Linked DNA regions of Rattus norvegicus: region 1 is linked to region 2. A link is a contact called in public Hi-C data. All regions are on one chromosome and are shown on one strand. The core of a region is the stretch at or near the end of the contact, and the rest is flanking DNA. Distances in the headings are between cores, read along the strand shown.

Region 1 (6,895 bases), core at 2,203-4,702, 180 kb after region 2:
GTCTTGAAAACTCTAGTTAATTAATTTATAGCCAGGTGGCACTCAGGAGTCAGAGTTAGGAGGATATATTCCTTCTTTAAGACTTTATTTATTATATATAAGTACACTGTCACTGTCTTCAGACACACCATCAGATCCCAGATGATTACAGATGGTTGTGAGCCACCATGTGGTTGCTGGGATTTGAACTCAGGACCTCTGGAAGAGCAGTCAGTGCTCTTAACCACTCTCCAGTCCCAGTCCAGATTCTCTTGACAGCTGCCTGTAAGGTATCATAGGCCGGGTCTTGTTTTTGTTCTGCATGTGTGTGTTCGTGCACACGTTTGTGTTTGTAGATGTGTGTGCACGCATGTGTGTGTAGTTGTGAGTGTAGGGGTATATGCATGCACACGTGTGGAACCTGATGTCCATGTTATCTTCCCTCAAGTACACTGAGACAGGGTCTCACTGTTGGTGCTGGCCTGGGATTCCCTGTCTCTGCCTCCTGCATGGTTGGATTGCAGGCAGGACTGCCCTGCCACGCTGGGTGTACTGGGTCTCATGCTTGCTTGGCAAGCACTCTGTCTGCTAAGCCAGCTTCCCAGCATCACAGCCTTTCTTTTTAATTATTATTATTTGAATCATAAGCACTGCCTACACTCATATCACACGATTCTGTTTATGCACTCGAATATAAAAGAACAGCTACAAAGGGTTAAAGAGGCTCAGACCAAAGAGGCCCTGTTAAAGGTGCAAACAGACGCTGCGGGGCAGGCGGGGCAGGCGGTTAGAAGCAAAGGTAAAGATCTCACTTTGAGAACTCCTGGAGGTGTGGGGGCCCCGCCCAGCCCCAGGGTTGCAGCATCCTCAAAGGAAGGCCCTGGACCCTAGAGGAGAGTTGCCTTGCCCACCCTGCCCTCAGAGAGGCACTTTGGGTTCCCACCTGCTTGAGGCTACTGATGCAGCGGTCTAAGGTTTCTTCTGAGAGAGCTGCCAGATATGGTTCTGCCCTTGGCTGGAGGGTACCAGGAGGTGGTCCTTCCAGATAAGCCGGGGAAGCAGTGCTCTGCTTCTGCATGAGCCAGCAGCGACCTCCTCCCTGCTGTGAGCTTGTAGGCAGGGTCAGACTCACAGGCTCAACCTGCCTCATCAGTAGGATCTAGAACAGTTTCGTTCCTGGCCTGAGGGGCCCTGGTATCACAGCCATTGGCTGGACCAGGAGAGGCAGACGAGCCATGCCAGGGACCGCAGATTTGAGGCTTGGCCTTTAGGGCTGAGGTGTTATGTTGCTGCCCTGTGGTGCAGGCCCAGCCTCCCTTCTCTCGCCTTTTCCTTGTCGCCCAATGCCAGGTCTGGAATGGCACCTTCTTTAAACCAGGCAGGCCTCAGCTGCCCAGGACTGGCACGGAACACTGCTGCTCTTCCCAGTGTGCCCAGCGCCCCGGCATCCACTCCCCAGGCATGGAAAGAGGGGGATCCTGAAGGCAGGGACCCTTCTGTCTCAGTCACTTTTCTGTCACTATTAAGAGACACCCTGACCAAGGCAACTTATAGAAAGAGTTTATCGTTTATCAGGGATTGCTTACAGTGTCAGAGGGTGGGACCATGACTGACTGCCGCGCAGGGACCAGAGTGCTAGAGCAGTATCTGAGAGCTTACACCTTACCCACCAAGTAGGAGGCAGAAAGAGAGGGAGCCAACCAGAATGGCCTCAAACCCCACCTGCAGTGACACACCTCCTCCCACAAGGCCATGCTCCTAATTTTTTCTGGTTCTACCAATGGGGGACTGAACATTCAAACGTGTGTACCATCTAGGGGGGGGCATTCTCTTCAACCCACCACAGGGGGAGGGGTCCCAAAGGCACTGATCTCACCTTTTCCACATTCTTGTACTTCCCAGACACAAACAGGGCTGAGGACTTTCTGACAGAGGCCCAAGCATGTGCTGGACTCTTCTGCAATGGACCCAGCCTGTGTGTGTGTCACCTCAGGTGCTGTTCCAACACCTCCAGCCCCTGCATATGCTAGAGCGCCAGGGCCGGAAAGAGGCCTGCCTCTCCTTTCCACCAGCATACGTCTGTGTGTGCACATGCGTTCACACATGCCTTTGACAGAGGAAATGATTCACTCCCAAGTTCAAAGGTTGGGGTCAGAGCAGCCAGCGTGGGTGAAGAGAACCGAGGAGAGGAAGCAGGGTGGGATGAGGTGGGGACCGGAGGCTGGGTGTGTCCTGTAGAACCAACTCCCACACTTGGAAACCCTGGTGGGAATTACTCGATTCCCGGGAGCCACTGGAGTCCAGTCTTCCAAGGGCAGGGCCGTTCCATGATGGCTGTAAGATGCACACAGTGAGGAAAATGTCAGGGACATATGTGCGCGCCCACGTGTGTGCACATGTGTGTGTGCATGCATATGCATGTGTGTGAATGTGTGTGCATGTGTGCACCTGTGTGCATGTGCATATGCATGTGTGTGTGTGTGGTGTACGTGTGTTTTGGATGTGGAGGTAGGTACAGATATGGGGATGTATGTACATATTGCTCTCATTATAATTTCAATGTCTCCTTGACTGTCTGACAGAACCTCCACCTGCTTCTCCACCCTTCCAAGCTGCATATGGCTGAGTACTCACGCACACATGCGCAAACACACACACACCAGCTGAGGGTCAGCGCCCCCGTGGTCAGTGCCTAGGCCTGGCAGGAAACCGGCTCTGGGAAGCCGTACGCCCCACCTTTGGCATGAAACCAGGTTTTGTTGCCGTTCGCTCACAGCAACAGAGGATGGGGGCGGGGCAGGGCGGGGCAGCTTCGGTTTGAAGAGCGGTTGTGCTGGACAGTAGTCCAGGGACTCATCATGATTTCCTGAAGGCCTGGGGGGTTGGGGCAGAGACATAGATATATTCCCGAGGGTCTTACAAAGCCAAGAGTCACCAGACTGAATGCCAGTGTGCCCTCTTGTACGTGAGCTTTGGGCAGTGAGGAGGCTGACCTCAGAGACGGCCTTCAGCCCTGCCCCTGGAGTCTCAGCCAAGAACAGAGCCTAGAAGGTTCCACATCAGGAAGGGTTGGTCTGCAGCAGCATGGCCACCCTTCCAGCTGGCCACGAACCTTAGGAAACCTATCAGCTGAAGCACAACTTCTGAGCTAAGCGTATCGTATCGGCAACTGAGGAGGCTGAGGCAGGAGGATTGCTGTCTGCAGACTGCGGGTGCTGTCTCAAACGAATAACGACAGGACTGTAACCAAAATCGCATAGGTTCTCGCTGACCCTGGCTCCTCGGGATGCTATGAGGTTCAGGGAAAGGAGCTGGGTGGCCCAGTGAATTTGGGGGTGGTCACGTGGTAGTCAGCTGCTCCAGATGAGACATGGGAAAGATCCACCAATTTTTGCTGACTAATGCTGGGGTGGACAGCGTGTGACTTTAACTGTGAGATAACATTGAGGAGAGAGGCAGGGTTTGTGTGGGGACTGCTGGATAGCAGGATACAAAGCAGCAGCTGATTAAGACATCAGGATCATCTTGTGAGTGTTCCGAGGACAGAGCCCGAAAGGAAGGTGTGGGCAGAGCTGGCTGCTCCGGGAGGCTCCGAGGGATGCACCTTGGGGTGCTGGCCAGGAATTCTTGGCATCTCTTGGCTGTGGCTGTTTTTCTCCTATTTCTGTTCTCTTTCATCTGGCTCTCTCTCCCACCCCCTCTCTCTGACTCTCTCTCTTTCTGTGTATGTTGTGTGTGTGTGTGTGTGTGTGTGTGTGTGTGTGTGTGTGTGTGACAGAGATAGAGAGACCATGTATGTGCATGTATCTTGTATTTCTTTGTGCACACGTGCATCATGTGTCTGTGCTGGTATGTGTATATGTGTGTGTCTATGTGCAGTATATATGTGTGTATCTGTGTGTGTCCATGTATGTTTCTGTGTCTGTGTCTAAATTACCCTCTGCCTTCTCCGGTTGTTGGGTCAGGCCCTCCCAGTCCACTATACCTTCATTGTAACTCCATGATAGCTACAGATACCCTATCTCCAAGTTCACGGGGCTGGAGAGGTGGCTCAGTGGTGAAGAGCACTGACTGCTCATCCAGAGGTCCTGAGTTCAAATCCCAGCAACCACATGGTGGCTCACAACCATCTGTAATGGGATCCAAATTAGTTCACAGCCACAGGTACTGGGGGCTCAAGCCTGAACTTGTGGTACGGGGTCACAGTCCGCTGGTTGGGGCCCAGGAAGGACCACTGTGGTCACAGAGCTTGGGAGAGTGTCTGTCTGGGATGGGGCTCTGCCAGAGCCCAGGGTTGGGGGGGGCGGGGCCGCGGAAACAAAGGATGCTGAAGGGAACAAAGCAATGTAGTCACTATCCCCACAGGCCTGGAGGATTGTCAGGTAGAGGGTGAGCCTTTAAGCTCCTCCAAATACCAAAGCAATCCTAGAAACTTGGAATGTTCTGGGAAGTGTGAAAACGTGATTTTTCTCTCCACTTTCACTAACCATCAGTGAGTAGTAGGGTGTTTCATGACGTAGTGAGTTTCTGGTGCCTTGGAGTTGCAAGGAAGGCCTATGTGGCTGCTGAGAAGACTTGGCTTGTAAGGGTTTGAATCCCAAGTGTCCCTGTACTGGAGTGTTCCTATGCAGTGGGGCGGGCTCACTGCCAGGCCCCTCACGTTCTAGAGCTGAGTCAACCAGTGTCCCCGTATTGAGGGGGTCTGCATGCAGTCAGGCTCTGTCCTGTTATCTATCCATCTCTCTGCCCTTTCCTTTCAACTGCATGGGCAACAGGAAGTGTGCTGCCCTGGTTTCTATGGAAACAGAACCTCAGCTCCATTCAGTCTGAGGCCAGCCTTGGAAATTAAATACCTGGCAGTTTCTGGGAAAGTGTGAGCAGATGGTTTAATGTGCGTAAGAGCACAGATGCGTGTGTGACTGATGCGTGCACATGTGCACGTGCACACAACCGTGAGCCTGGAGATGGAGATGTTCAGGCCGAGGTCTCCCTGGGGCCAATACTGTTCTCAGTACTTTACAGATATTAACACAGCCTCGTTTCATAATAAACCTTTGAAGGAGATAATATCTATCTGATTTTATAGATGAGAAAACAAAGGCCCCTCAAGGGGCCCAGGGACTTGTCTAAGGCCTGCCTGTCATCTTCTCTCATTGCACGGTGGCTGTCTACTCTCTCCCGCAGAGTTAAGGCATCAAAGAAGGTTCTAGTAACCTTGGCCCTTTGCTTTGGGCTCAGTGTCTAAGAAGTTAGCTTCCTCAAAGCTTCTGCTGGGCTCGCAGCCCCTTTCTGACTGAAGTCAGAACGATCCCGCATGTGGTGGTTGGGTTCATGCCCAGCCTCTCCAGCCTTGGCGGCCGACACAGCACACTGCTCATGGCCTATGAGCTAGCTTGGGTGATGCACCTCTCTGCAGCTGTCAGGGAAGGAAGTGGCCCTCACGCAGGTTGTTCCTCTTCCCTGGATATCCTAGGAAGAGCAGGTTGAGGGGCTTATTGGCTCCGGCTGTCCTTTCTATGCCCCTGCCAATGGATGGACAAATCGTTGATGGGTCATGTCTGCCTCAGCAAAGGGCCAGTGTCTGCTTGTAACACAGTCGTCAGGGACATTCACCCTGGCCCTTTGTGCCAACTACTACTCAACCAGGGTTGTGCCCTGCTGGTGGCCTCTCACTGAAGGTAGGCACTGGGTTAAAGGGAGGTGGTGTTTGAAGATGTGGAACCAGCATCTGATTCCCACCCTGATCTGACCTCCAAACACTGGGTTCTTACCGTTATACATGGACGAGAAGGGTTCAAGTTGGAGTTTTGTGGTTTAACTTAATTAAAATTTTCTTAAGGTCTCTGTAAGCACAGGCTGGACTAGAATTCTTATTCTTCTTTTTTTTAAGATTTTATTTATTTTATGTATATAAGTACACTGTAGCTGTCTTCAGACACACCAGAAGAGGGCATCTGATCCCATTACAGACGGTTGTGAGCCACCTTGTGGTTGCTGGGGTTTGAACTCAGGACCTCTGGAAGAGCAGTCAGTGCTTTTAACCACTGAGCCATCTCTCCAGCCCCAAGACCAACCAACTTTATCTACCTCCCTTCCTCTCTCCCTTCTTCTCCCTCTCTTAGTCTCAGGTAGCCCAGGACGGCCTTGAACTCCTACGTAGCTGAGGATGACACTGAACTTCTGATCCTCCTGCCTCTTCCCGGGTGCTGGGGTTAGAGGAGTGCACCATCCCATACAGTCATGCAGTGATTGAACCCAGAGTTCCGAGTGTGCTAGGCAAGCCCTCTACCAACTGCGTTGCGTCCCCCGGAGCCTTGAGATGGTTTCTGAGTTACTCATCTGCTTTGCTCATCATAGTTGCTCAACAAAATTGCAAGTGACCGAGTCTGGCTTTCCCAAGCATCCAAAGGGCTGAAGGCTTCGGCCAATCTGCCTGATTATATTCTATGGCCCCGTGTCCTCCCTTGGGTGTCTGACCATGAAGACAGGCGTCCTCTGTCCCTCCCTGGACACTGACTCCATGGCGGCGTCGGGGACAGCTGGAGATGACCAGCACCCTGGCGTGCTGTGACGTGATTGTCAGCCACATGTGTGGAGTGCCATGTGCAGAGAATCCGGGCACTCACCCCTCCCCCGTGGACGGTCCTGGGCTCTTCAGCGCGTTGGCCAACACTTGCCGGTGCCTGACTGCTGCATTGTCCATCTGTGCCACACAGCTGCACACAAAGGCCTCAAGAAGGATCTGAGTCTGTGTGTCCCGTGGGCCTCTTAGCTGTAGGGGAGACCCTTGCTTGGCCCCACACCACACCAGAAAGGACTTCAGTGTAAGATACTGGGGTCAGGCTAAGCAGGCCCAGGAGAGCTGAGATGTGTCCTTTCCTCTGTCCCTGTGGCTCAGCCCTCAGTTGCCCTCTGA
Region 2 (7,151 bases), core at 974-3,473:
CTGTGCATGGGTCATTTGCAGTAGTTGGGAGACTGACTTGGACTCTGACCTTGCTGTGCCAGGGGCCAGCCCCCTTGGCTTACATCATGTCACTCTGACTCACTGGGCCACTGTGGTCTCACCATCCCGTTATCCAGCTGACAACTCCTGGAGGGCTTGCCCACTGTCTGCAGGGCTGTCATTTCAATCCTGTGATGTAAGTCCTTCGTGGTTCGCAACCACTGACCATAATCCGAAGCACTCAAAGCTACGGCAGAGGCACCATGCAAGTTCCCAGTGTACAGGAGCCGTTTAAGCCATGACCCAGGGAGAGCTCATTGTGGAGGCAGAAGCTCGTGGGTTTTCCTCTGGGGCTTCAGGTCCTGTGGTCTTAGGCACGTCACCTCCCCCTCTGCACCCGGAGTGCCTTCCTAACAGTGAACGTCACGGTGATGGCTCCTCAGGTAAAGTGGGTGCATCCCATGGAAGGAGCTTGGTGCCTCGGAGGCAGGAGGGAAGCTGCAATAGCTTCAGGCTCCTGGCATCGCTTCACATTCGGGCCTCACGAAGTCGGTACTATGGTCCACGTGCTGTCTCCAGAAAAAGACTGTGCTGCCTAAATTAAGGTGTCAAGATGCAGTGTACACCGGGAAAAAATAGCTGGTACTAATCTTTGTGGAGTAGACTGTTTTGGTGGCTGTCCCTGACTCATCCTGGTGTGGGGTGTTTCTCCTGCCCACAGAATGCAGTGTCTTCATGGTGGCTCCAGTCTGCCCCTCAGTCAACCCTGGCCTCCCGTCCGCAGGTCCTCGGGACCAGTGTGGTCCAGTTTAACAGTTTTCTGGGCCCCTCTGAGCGCATGTCTGGTTAACAGCAAGCAGGAAGTAGCTGGGGTAGAAGAAGGTACTTAGAGCCCATGGCTCTTCAGTCAGTCCAAGGAGAGCACTGGAGGGACCAAGAGTCCACTGCTTGGTCTGTGAGACAGGAATGACTTGGAACGTACTGTGTAGGCCAGGCTAGACACAAACAACCCCCAATCCTGCGTCAGCTTCCCAAGTACTGGGATTATTTAAAACAGTATGCTAGGGCTGGAGAGATGGCTCAGTGGTTAAGAGCCCCCTGACTGCTCTTCCAGAGGTCCTGAGTTCAATTCCTAGCAACCACATGGTGGCTCACAACCATCTGTAATGGGATCTGATGCCCTCTTCTGGTGTGTGTGAAGACAGCTACAGTGTATTCACAAACATGAAATAAATCTTTAAAAAAAAATAAGACAGTATCCCATTCTGTAGTCCAGCCTAGCCTCAAGTTCACGGTCATGCCTGGGTCTTCATGGTGAGGTGCAAGTGCCACCACCATGCTGAGTGTGCGCTGGGACCTCTGAGGCAGATGTTTGCCCAGAGCAGGGAAAGGACTAGTGAAGAGGTGATCAAATCACAGGGTAGGGTGGCCTGAGCTCCAGCACCAAACCCTCTAAATTCCACCCCAGGCGGCCTCCTCTGCTGCCGTCTTACTGACTGCACAGCAGTCAGCTTCTAGCTCAACGCTGGGACTCGGGAACTACAGACTCCACGGAAGCCTAGGATATTTACTGCACATGGCTGCAAGAGTTCCCAGCCAACCTGTTTCCTTCTATCTGCTCTATCAGATCCCCTGACCCTGCGGCTGCCTACACATGCTAGGCGCTGACTAGTTGACCCCAGACAGCATAGGCATGCTTAAGATGTGGCCTCGGCATGTCCTGGGCAGGCCCGGCCCTCTGCCTCCCTGGATTACATAAGGAATAACCCCATGAAATTAGTGGTCCAGAAAGCCTTAGTGCCTGAGAGAAAGCTCGGTTGGTAAAGTGCTTGCCTGGCGAAGCAAGGACACACCAAGGACCTCTGATCCCCAGTACCCAAGCAAAAGTTATCTGGATGTGGTGTTTAATCCCAACCCAGGAGTGACAGAGGCAGGCAGATCCTAGGGCTCCCTGCCCCCCGGTCTAACCTACTTAGTAAGTTCCAGGCCAGTGAGAGAACATGTCTCGAAAGCAAGTGGACAACACCTGAGGAAAAATACCCCCGAGGTTTGCAAAAAGAAGTCCTCAAACGCTAAAGCGCTTGTGATGTGGGATTTTTTTACTTCTCTTTCTGTCCACTAGAGGGCGCAATCCTACACCAGGCACTCTGCAGAGGCCAGCACTACAAAGGGTAGGATCGGTTTGGGTTTGAAGCCAAGATTTCTTTCACCAGAAAGCTATGCGGGAGGTGCAGCTGCAGGGCGGGGCTCTCGCTTAGGAATCCATCACTTGGTCCCAGTTGTACACCGTTCTGGGATATACTCACATCCTGGAGCAGCTGACCACAGTCTGGGCTTGTGCAGTGGAGGGCAAGCGCATGTTCTAATGTGCCTCCCCATGCAGAGACGGATTCCCTGAGCTGTAAGGGTTCAACAGCAGTTCTCAACCCGTGTGCTGCAACCCTTTTGGCAAACTTGTGTCTCCAAAAAATATTTATATTCTGACTCGTGCCAGCAAAATTACAGTTATGAAGTAGCAACAAAAAAATAATAATTTTATGGATAGGGATCGCCACAGCATAAGGGAATGTATTTAAGGGTCACAGGGTTAGGAAGGTTGAGAACTGCTGGGTTTTAAGCGTCCAAGGCAAGAACAGCTGTACTTAACGCTGAAAAGTACAGACAAGATAGAGCCAGCGAGGCTGGATTACTGGTTGCCGTGCCCTCGGAAACCAACCTTGAATGGAAAGGAAAGGCCAGGATTCCAGAGCTTGGTTCTCTGAGCCTGGTTTACGCCTTTCTGATGGATCAAACACATTTAGTTGAGCTTTCTGATGGATCCCAGTGAAGTTTAATTGAGCACTGACTGCTGGCCTAAGTGGCTACGGACACCCTCTGGGAACTTCCGATCCCTGGGGGAAGACAGGAAATACATCAGAGAAGGTGTGGGGGAAGGAGAGCAGTTCAGCTGTCCTAGATGGAGACTGTTGTTTTCAGTCCTAGGTAAGAAAACCCGGAAATGCCAAAGACATGACCTTTAGCAAAACCTAAAGTCAGAGAGTAAGTGGAGAGAGTTCGGAAGAGCCCCTTGCAGAGAGGAGATCATCAGGGCTTTGGGGGATGCTGGGCCAGTCTCCTAAGGCCAACGGCCTGGGAAGTGGGAAGCTTTAGCTTCGTGCTAAAATCGGTGCCTGCTTTCTTCTGTGGAGGGGGTAGGAAAGTGTACCTCTCAGGATGCAGTTTACACAAGAAGCCTTTCTTCTTGTGCTGACACATATGAAAGGACACACACACACACACACACACACACACACAGTCTTTACCTGAGGGATAAGGGAAGTAGAACACACTGACAGGTACAGACGGTCCCGGTAAAGACCTTGACAGTTCACCATATCTAGAAGCCTGCTGCCCCCACCATAGGGTTGATGTGCATGAGTGTGCCCTTGGGTGCATGAGTGCGTGTGTGTGTGTGTGTGTGTGTGTGTGTGTGTGTGTGTGTGTGTGTCCGTGCACCTGTTGTGCTAAGGTTTGAACATAGGGCAGGTATTCATTCCTCCACTGAGCCACACCCCCCCCCCCTTCAGTTTTACGGTTTATTTTGAGACAGACTTGATACATTGTAGCAGCTGGGCCTTCAACCCATCTCTCTGTAGCCTAAATTTACAGGCCTTGTATTTGTGAGTGGTTTGCCTGGGCCTCCAGGGCCTGCACCTCCAAACCCAGCTCGCCTGTGCATGCCCCAGCTCCCATTCCCATCCCTGCCTCAGCCCTCCCAGGTGGGAAGCCCTTAGGACTTGGCTTTTCAACAAAGACTGGACGTGTTTGTTTCATTTAAGTCGCTGTTTAAACTGCTAACTGGAAGACTACAGAGGAACATTCTCTTATAATCTTTACAAGTAGAAGCCTGTCTGGGTTCACATAGAACAACTATTTATTCTGGTTTTTGTTTCCAGATCAATTATGCCGCTACAGCAGAAAATGGCTCTGTCCTTGCCTGCGTGTAAGTCATTGGAAGGTCATTTGTCCCCAGACTGTCAGTTGGGAGAATTATGTAATGGTTACGCAACTCCTACAGGATGCAGCCGCCGCCATCAGCCACCTCGGGCAAAGCAGCTGGGTGAAAGGCAGACTCTGACTTCCTATCTCTCTTGGTGATATAGGTTTGAACCAGGGCCTCGAGCAGCTTAGGCAAAGCTCCACCTCCAAGCTCCACGCCCAGCCCTGTGGCTCCTCCTTTCCCAAGTCTGAACTCACGCTTGAACTGTAGTTGCCAGTCTTCTGACCCCACCTCCTGGTTGCCTAGTTATAGGAAGCCCTGCCCCTGAAATGTCCCATCTTTTTGTTTTGTTTTGTTTTTTTTTTTTTTGTTTTGTTTTGTTTTGTTTTTTTTTTTTTTTTTGGTTCTTTTTTTCGGAGCTGGGGACCGAACCCAGGGCCTTGCGCTTCCTAGGTAAGCGCTCTACCACTGAGCTAAATCCCCAGCCCCCTTTTTTTTTGTTTTGTTTTGTTTTGTTTTGTTTTTTTTTTGAAATGTCCCATCTTTGTGCCAGAATCCTTCACCCTTTTGAAAGTTAGTTGGGGGAAAGAAGGCAAGCAATCTGAAAGGGTCAAACTGAAGTAAAACCTCCACTTCCAACATGGCCGGTCCCCTTTCTGTTTCCAAGGAAGGATGATAGACCATTCTGACTTACCTTGTCCTTGCTGGTTGACATCCTCCCTGGCAGGCTTGGATGAAGAAGCCCTTTCTGACCACCATCCTCTCCCAGGACCACCATCCTCAGGACTCCAGACTTTACCATGTGCAGAGCTGGCTTCAGGGTTAGGCTATTAAGCGTGTGTTAAAATACCCACCAGCTGTGACAGCAGCAGGCAGGGACCTGCCCAGCATCCTCGGTCCCCTCACTGTCCCCTTGGCTGCTTTGTTTGTCCCTTGGCAGGGCAGCCTTTGACCCCCTTGCTAAGCCATCCCACACTTCCTCCTGGCCCAGAAGCAGAACCTTATTCCAGAATAATCACATTATATGACCTGCCCCTCCCCATTTTTCTTTTCAGAAGTGTGGAGCCCACTGAGATGACTTAGTTTAATATGTGTTAAAATCTGTGCGTGGAGCTGGAGATGGCTCAGTGGCTCAGTTCACTTACTACTCTTCTAGGGGACCTGGGTTACATTGCCAGCTCACACACACTCCAGCTCTAGGGGAGCCAACACCCTCTTGTGGTTTCCACAGGCCCTCGTGTGCATATGAGTGACTGGAATTAGCGTGCGCGCGTGCTCGCACACACACACACACCACAAATGCAAAGTAAAAAAAAATTTTTTTAAATAACAAGAAGTATGTGTGACACTTTTGTATGCAAGGGTCACTGTTGTTGTATAAATATAAAAAATTTAAAAAAAGTAAAGTTGTCTTTTATCCCCACTAGGTCACACCGTGGTGCCCCCAAGATATCTGCTAGATATCTCGGCAGAAACACATCCCAATTCCGTGGCGGCCCAGTGTCTCCTGCCGCCGCACACTTTCCTACACTCAAACCATCACATAAAAGAACACACAACACAATAACCTTTGACCCAATTGGTAAGATATAATTGCACACCTAAACATACAAAGCTCAGTACCATCCATCCCTTAAGAACATTAATAACCTGTAAATACACAGAGCAGAATCTTAACATCACCTGCCATGGCTTCTTTCCCTCTTCCTCCTGTCTCTTTCTCCTTTCCATTCCTCCTCTTCCTTCAAACTTCTTACATCCTTCCTTCTCATCCAATGACAGGCCTCCTTCTATCCTGTACCTGCCCCTCACCTGTATTTTACAAATCCAATGGGGAGAAGGTTCTGGTGAAGTCACCTGAGTCCTGAGTCCGTGACTAGGCAGCTGTCCTTGGGGCAGTGGAGTTAGCATCAAAATACAGATAACTCCAGGGCAAACCACAACAGGTCAACACTGTCCTGAGAAACTAACTTAGAAATTTCTGTTACTGTGGATGTTTTGTGGAGGAATCTCGAGGCTAGATTACCGCTCTCTCAGTACAAGAGAGTCCTGTGGTCTGGGGAGAAGGTGACTGGTTTCCTTGGGAACGTCCACAACTTGCCAACCTCTTCCCCAAGGAAGGCAAGCATTGGACCAGCTAGGTGTCACAAGCCTGGTTTTCACCAATGTAAAATCACCATTTTGGTTAAATCTCTCTATTGGTCCTAAAGGTCTAACATGTTGCATTTTGGCTGAATGGACAACGACCCCCTTGGGACCTTATCAAAACGCATTTTCCCCTAGTCCTTTTTCACCAGGCCTTGGTCAGAATGAGGGTGAGCCTGTTTCTCATAGCCAGCCCCTCTTATTGAAGATCAACACATAAGTCTTCCAGATGGCTAGCCTTACTGTACACATGAGGACGCCTGGCCTTTGGATTTATCTATTTTTATGTTTTGAGGATTTTGCCTGCATCATCTATGTATCCTGTGCGTGCAGAAGCCTGTGGAGCATTAGGTCCCCAGAATTATAGATGGTTATGAGTTGCCACGTGGGTGCCAAGAACTGAACCCCAGTCCTCTCCAAGAGCAACAAATGTTCCTTGTTTGTTTGTTTGGGACAGGGTGTCTCACTAGCCCTAGTTGTCTTGGACTTGTTTTGTAGACCAGGCCAGTCTCCAACTCCCAGAGATCTGCCTGCCTCTGCCTCCTGAGCTCTGGGATTAAAGGTAGGCACCGCCACGCCCAGCCTTTTCTGGTTTTCGTTGACAGGGTTTCTCTGAGTAGCTTTGACTGTCTTGGAACTCATGGAGTAGACCAGGCTGGCTTGGAACTCACAGAGATCCACCTGTTTCTTCAGGGTGCTAGAACTGAAGATGCATGCAAACCCCCTCCCCCATCCCCGATCCAAGCTGTAACAGTACTCTTAAGTATTGAGCCCTCTCTCCAGCCGGGTGGATGTTCATGACTGAAGGACCGTCTAGCACTTGCTGCTCACCTGGGCCTCTACATGATCGAAGGTGGCCTCTTGGGCCTCTGGTTTCTATTGATGTCACACAGGTGCTACTGAGCATCCCAAGGTCTGTGGACTGCCGAATAAAACTAGAGTCCCGGGACTGGAGAGATGGCTCAGCGGTTAAGAAAACTGACTGCTCTTCCCGAGGTCCTGAGTTCAAATCCCAGCAACCACATGG

What was found. Hi-C and Micro-C count contacts between places; a contact is called where the count stands out from the background.
Region 1: a contact with region 2 is called in a Hi-C map of psoas muscle, with 2.2 times the contacts expected there. The contact joins two enhancer-like sites. A contact is called at or near these places in 2 of 12 Hi-C or Micro-C datasets (mammary epithelial cells and psoas muscle).

Annotation. Positions count from the first base shown.
Region 1 is chr10:102,954,534-102,961,428 of GRCr8, forward strand. It overlaps a transcript of Septin9 not described here. Among named protein-coding and RNA genes, the nearest start is that of Septin9, 18 kb to the right of the region's middle. Within about 2 kb of position 3,453, at least 17 of the 93 cell types and tissues checked have an H3K27ac peak or open chromatin away from gene starts, as enhancers often do.
Region 2 is chr10:102,777,943-102,785,093 of GRCr8, forward strand. No RefSeq gene overlaps it. Among named protein-coding and RNA genes, the nearest start is that of Sec14l1, 37 kb to the right of the region's middle. Within about 2 kb of position 2,224, at least 56 of the 93 cell types and tissues checked have an H3K27ac peak or open chromatin away from gene starts, as enhancers often do.